Regions from separate parts of the Anser cygnoides genome. Here region 1 is linked to region 2. Evidence: chromatin contacts called from public Hi-C data. All regions are on one chromosome and are shown on one strand. The core of a region is the stretch at or near the end of the contact, and the rest is flanking DNA. Distances in the headings are between cores, read along the strand shown. Region 1 has its middle 16 kb from the start of WNT7B. Region 2 has its middle 110 kb from the start of PPARA.

Region 1 (2,700 bases), core at 129-2,628, 250 kb before region 2:
GGTCAGCTCAGCCTTACTGGACATAAGGGTCTTCCTTTTAACTCTCACTCTGAACTAAATCTTCCCAGCCTAAAACAGCCTCTGACCTCCCAAATTCTTTGCTGTATATAATGTGGTACATCTTCATTGCAAAAGGCAGAAGATAGTGAACAAAGATCCTGACAGAGTATGCTCTCATCTCTTGTAGATAAGTGAGTCCTGCTAACTGACCATAGTGACGCTGCAACAAAACGTGTTCTTCAGTTTATGCATGGCACAAATTCATCTGTGCACTTTTTTCCATTTATGAAATTCCAAAACATTAATATACCCTTAAAACCTTACTTTGGTATATTAATATGAATGGTGTCAGGCAGAGTATACATAATAACAAATATTCATTGCTTTTCAAGAGTAAACTTGGAATAAAACCTTGATTACCTGCATAATTAATCCCTGTTCACAAGCATTTGCATGCCTGAATAATTAAAGAATTAGGGCCTAAAAATGAAAACGGATAAAGCCTGCATTTTTGTACTTAAAAAGCTTCAGAAGCAACAATGGTAGTTCACAGCACATAAATAATTCAGAGTGAGCTTCCTCTTTTTTTTTTTTTTCTCTAGAAATCCTCTTAGTGCTTCCTAATTAAATGAAAATATTTTATAAGCCGTCATTTCATGACATCACAAGAATATTTTAAACTATGACAAGCCAAATTTACATTTTCGCTATTTGCGATCTGATAGCCAGAGCCATTTTAATGGAACTGTAAACCAGCATAAAGGTTTTATTAAATGAGCATGCACTTTTAAAAAGAGCGAAAAATTCTACGCAGGCCGTGGTCATCTTTTAAGTCGACTTCTACTTCTACTCGGCACTTTTGTCTTGGAAGTGCTAAAGCTATACATAGAAGGCACACGGCGTGCTTCCATCTCGACAAAAACTACACAAACAGCAGGTGTGGGGCGGGGGGGGATATACTGTGGGATGAGGACTCGGCTTATTTAAAAGACTTTCCCCCCCCCCCGAGAAAGCACTAAAATCCCGTGTGCGGTTCCCCGGCCCCAAAAGCACGGCGAGGCGGCAGAGGGCGCCCTGCCCCGCCCTGTCAGTCACTCAGGGCGCGGGGAACTTTCTGGAAGGCGCTGCTGACGCTTCCCGCCCCTGCCTGCGCTGCCCTCCCTCGGGGCCCCGCGGGGACCGCACCGGCCCCGGGGGGCTCCGGACAGTGAGCACGGCGGGGGCCACGCAGGGGTGCCCACCCCGTACCGCCAAAGCCCCCCCCCGGGCGCTGCCGTCGATCTGTCCCGCTACGAGGCTGCCGCCACGCAGAGCGCTGGCGCAGCCTCAGCCCTGCCCAGCTGGCGACCGCCCCAAGCCCGCCTTCCCCTCGCCTTCCTCCATTTTCTTCCTCCCCCCTTCGCCGCTCCGGGCTTCCCACCGCGCCCCTCCCGGTCGGTGCGTGCTGCAGCCTGCCGGCAGATGGCCGCCGGCCGCCCGCCCGCCCTAACAGCAGGCGGCCGCCCCCAGCACGCCCTCTGCCCCGGCGCTGGGGCCGCGGAGGGCAGCGGGAGCCCGTGGGTGTTTGCGCCCCTCCTGAGGGCTCGTCCGGTCTGATCCCGGCGTGCTGGCCGTGGCAGCAGTCACCTGCCCTCATGGCACCCGCATGGCCCTGTCAAGGTCCCCGAGGGATGCTCGGTGTCACTGTACCTACTCCTTTGCCCCTTAGCTTATGCATTTATTTATGTCTGTACTGCACGAGAAGCGGGGCCTACGTGGCGACTGCTTGTGAGGAAGGCTTCCATGGAGCGAACGACTTTTCCTGTTTCTCTTTTTGTTTCATGCTTTGTTAATTCTAAGGAATTATCAAACTGTATATTATAAAGTCAGAAGACCGCTGCCTGCTCTTTACCTCCTAACTAAAAAAAAAAAAAAAAAAATCATATTCAGCGGCCTAATACACAATAGGCTATTTTAAAGGCAAGGTAGCTGAAATCAGACCAATTACTTAAAAATAAGGGCATTGTTCGCACGTTACATTTTTCAATGAGCTTAGTGGTAGAGGAGCTGCACGTTCAGACTCATGAATGCTACATTTTTTATTACTTCTGAAGAGGTAGGGCAGTAGTGGGATAAGAAACTTTTTTTTTTTTTTTTCCTGGGTTAGACCATATGTTTTGATTCTGGCAGCCCTGCAGTAGTTAGTCACGAGCAGAGGTAATAACTGGGGAATGTACCATTAGAAAATAATGTGGAGGTATGTGAAGAATGGTACGGTCATATTTTATCACTGCAGTTTATCATACTGCTTAGATTCACCGAGGGATCAGTGCGCTTAATCCATTTTGCTAAGCACTGTATAAACCAGGCATAAAGACAATGCCTGGCTAGAAAAACTGCTGTTTCTACTGACTTCACATTAGCTCGGGTCTAATTTGTCCCCGATGTGTATAAGGATGCATTTTTGTATAAAATAAACATCAGAATATCTCAGCCTTTGGCACACCCCGTATTTAACACGGAAATGTTTTACAAGGCCTAATATGGAGCGATATGATCGCTGCCTTGTGCAGAAAAGACAACAGACATTGCAGGAAAACAAAATAAAACCTTCAAAAGCTCTATCCCCTCCGTGGTGCGGGCGTCGCAGAGGAAGACCTGAGCAACAGTTCGGCGCAGCAACTGGGAGCCCACAGCGCTGGGCGGCTGCCCTCCTCTCCT
Region 2 (2,700 bases), core at 102-2,601:
AAGGGCCTCCCCTTCAGACGGCCTTTGCCAGAGCAGAACTTTTAAAAATGCTGCAAATAGGAGCTTTTTTTTTTTTCTTCTTCTTCTTTCCCTCCCTCCCTCTCTCTGCTTTATTTAACCCTCCGCTTTCACTGTGTAAGAGCTGGGCTAATTTTCCATCTCTTTTGGGCTTTGCTTGGCTGTACTGTACGTCGCAATGTGGAGGTTAAAGCTCCAAGTATTTTCCCCTCCGCTGATCCTTTTCTCTCTCTCCCTCTCCTCTCCCTCTCTTTTTCCTTGTTAAAGAAATTGATTTCTTTGACTGAGCGATGAATCGGGCTTTGCTAGTTTGTATGCTGTGAGAACGAAGCCTTTTACTTGTGGTTTCCCCCCCCCCCTCCCCTAGCATCAGTGCACTGCGCTGCCTACAGAACAAGCCGCTAGTTCTCTGGCTTTCTCTTTCTCTTTGGTACGAATATATTTTTAGTGGCTTTAGGTATCTCTGCCACATGAAATAGGGCGGCTGATGTCCCTCCAAGCCCCTTGCAATCTGAAATGGAAACGTGGGTAGTGCTGCTGTGGAGACAGGGGGTACAAAGGCTGCCTACTCCCTGCGAGCCTCTCCCTGCTGAGGAGGGAAGAGGGGATGTGCAGTAAAATGCCGTCTCTGGGACAGGTGCCAGCTCCTAGACAAAAGAAGTAAAATAGGCGGTAAAGAGGGAGGGGGGGAAATTAATAGCCAAGAAAAATAGGAGTCGCAGATCTCTGAGAGGCAGCCCTGGCGAGAGTAGTGGTGCCTAGCTGGCCTTTTTTTTCGGAATATTTCCGTAGCCGTGCGTTGAAAGGGGAGAGTTGCGGCATACTTTTATTCTCGTTTTCTCTGCAGACGTTTGAAAGCGTGAAGGCAGGGTGGAGGGTGCGCTTTTTTTTTTTTTTCCTCCTTCCTCTCTGCTGAATTATTCATAGTGTCAGCGGTGAAGCCAGGACTATTAGCATGCATCAGACATGCTGTTTGTCTGTTTGCTAACATTCTTCATTCAAGACTTGTTAACTACCAGACAAGCTTAACACGCTTCTCTCTTTCCCCTCCCTCCCCTCCTCTCTCCCTCCCCTTCTCCCTCCTCTCTCCCTTCCCTTCCCCTCCATGCCACCCCTCGCAGCCTCCCATTGTTGTCGCAGGGAGCTGGCAGCAGGGGCACTTGTGGCAGGGGCAGCGTGCGGAGGAGCCGCCGAGGTAAGGACCGCCTGCCCTTCCTCGCAGGCCTGCGTGTGCCCGGGGGGAGCCGCCGGCTCGCCGCCTGCCCTCCTGCCTGCCTGCCTCCCCTTCCCTGCGAGGTGAAGCCGGAGCCGGCCCTGGGCTGCCCCCTGCCCGAGCCTCGCGGGGCGGCAGCAGCAAGTTTGGGAAAGTCAGCGTGCACCGCGCTGCCCCTCGCCTCCAGCCGTCTGCCGGAGGGACGCGGGGCTCGACGCCCCCGGGGCTCCCTGCCCCCGGTGGGTTTGGGATTTATTTATTTTTTTATTTTCGGTGGGGGTTATTCGCCCTCCCTGCCAAGCCGGCCCCTCCCTTCGCTCGGCTGTCGAAAGCCGGCGAAGCTTCGTTTTCTGCGCAGACAAAGGTCGATCACAGCTTTTATTTCTGAATGCAAATGTTCTAGGACTTGTGCCAGTCGCGCCTTCATTGATTGCAATGTAGCTTCGTGCTTCAATGGCAATTCTCCCCCCCCACCTCTTTTTTTTTTTTTTTTTTAATAGAAGGAAGCTCAAGGAAAGATACAAACAAAGTTGGGCGGTGCAAGTTTTTTTTACATCTATTTTATATTTCAGCGTGCTTGCAGCGTTGTTAAAGAGCAGTTACAGTTACTGCAGAACAGTTACAGCGCAGCTGGTAACACGGCCGTGGGTTTTTTTGCTACTCGTACGCCTGTGCATCAGTGTACACGCTCGCCCTTCTTGACTAATATTCCTGAGGTAACTATGTGATGATCTTCAGTAACTGTAGCTCATTGCAATTGCCTTTCCTGACTGTCTTAGCAACGTGAATTTGGACGTGAAGATTTCCAGGGTTCGTATTTAAATTCGTGTAGTACCTGGAATTGTTCAGGATGAGTTTATAATTTAAATTTATAATTTAAAGTACTATTTTGGATATCCTTTAAAGGTCCGTAAGTGTATTTTCTCCTATATCTCCTGTGTGTGTGCACGGGCACATGCTCACGCTCACTCCCACTCTCTTTCTCTTGCTCTTCGGGTGTTAACGAAGGAATTTATTTAAGTATATTGCTTCAATATATGAGTAATGCCATTTATAGAGCAAAGTAGCATACGGTTATATATGTTCTGAGTTAGGTACAATCTGGCAGAGCATTGCACGTTTAAGATTTATAACTACTCTGAAATTGGCAGACCTGTAATACTTAACTCTGTATGCTTTATTTAGACAAGTGCATGTGCAAATTAAAGTAGCTAGAAAAAAATATATTTTAAAGACCCTCTATGAGAAATCTAGTCCTTTCATATGTATTTGTAAAACAGAATGCTTTCCTCTACACTGAAAAATCTGGACACTTACGTAAAATATTTGAATCTTTTCCTTTAATTTTATTTATATCCACGAAGTTAAGTAAATAAGAAAACAAATCTAGATGCCCCCCCCCCCCCCCCCCCCCCCCCCCAATAACTAGAAAATACCTAGTGGCCTGTGCAGAAATTCAGGCCACTGAC

What was found. Hi-C and Micro-C count contacts between places; a contact is called where the count stands out from the background.
Region 1: a contact with region 2 is called in a Hi-C map of liver, with 3 times the contacts expected there. The contact joins two enhancer-like sites. A contact is called at or near these places in 3 of 7 Hi-C or Micro-C datasets (granulosa cells and liver).

The regions. Positions count from the first base shown.
Region 1 is chr1:73,376,454-73,379,153 of Taihu_goose_T2T_genome, reverse strand. No RefSeq gene overlaps it. Among named protein-coding and RNA genes, the nearest start is that of WNT7B, 16 kb to the left of the region's middle. Within about 2 kb of position 1,378, at least 3 of the 3 cell types and tissues checked have open chromatin away from gene starts, as enhancers often do. A contact at or near this core is called in liver, where this site is marked.
Region 2 is chr1:73,128,217-73,130,916 of Taihu_goose_T2T_genome, reverse strand. No RefSeq gene overlaps it. Among named protein-coding and RNA genes, the nearest start is that of PPARA, 110 kb to the right of the region's middle. Within about 2 kb of position 1,351, at least 2 of the 3 cell types and tissues checked have open chromatin away from gene starts, as enhancers often do. A contact at or near this core is called in liver, where this site is marked.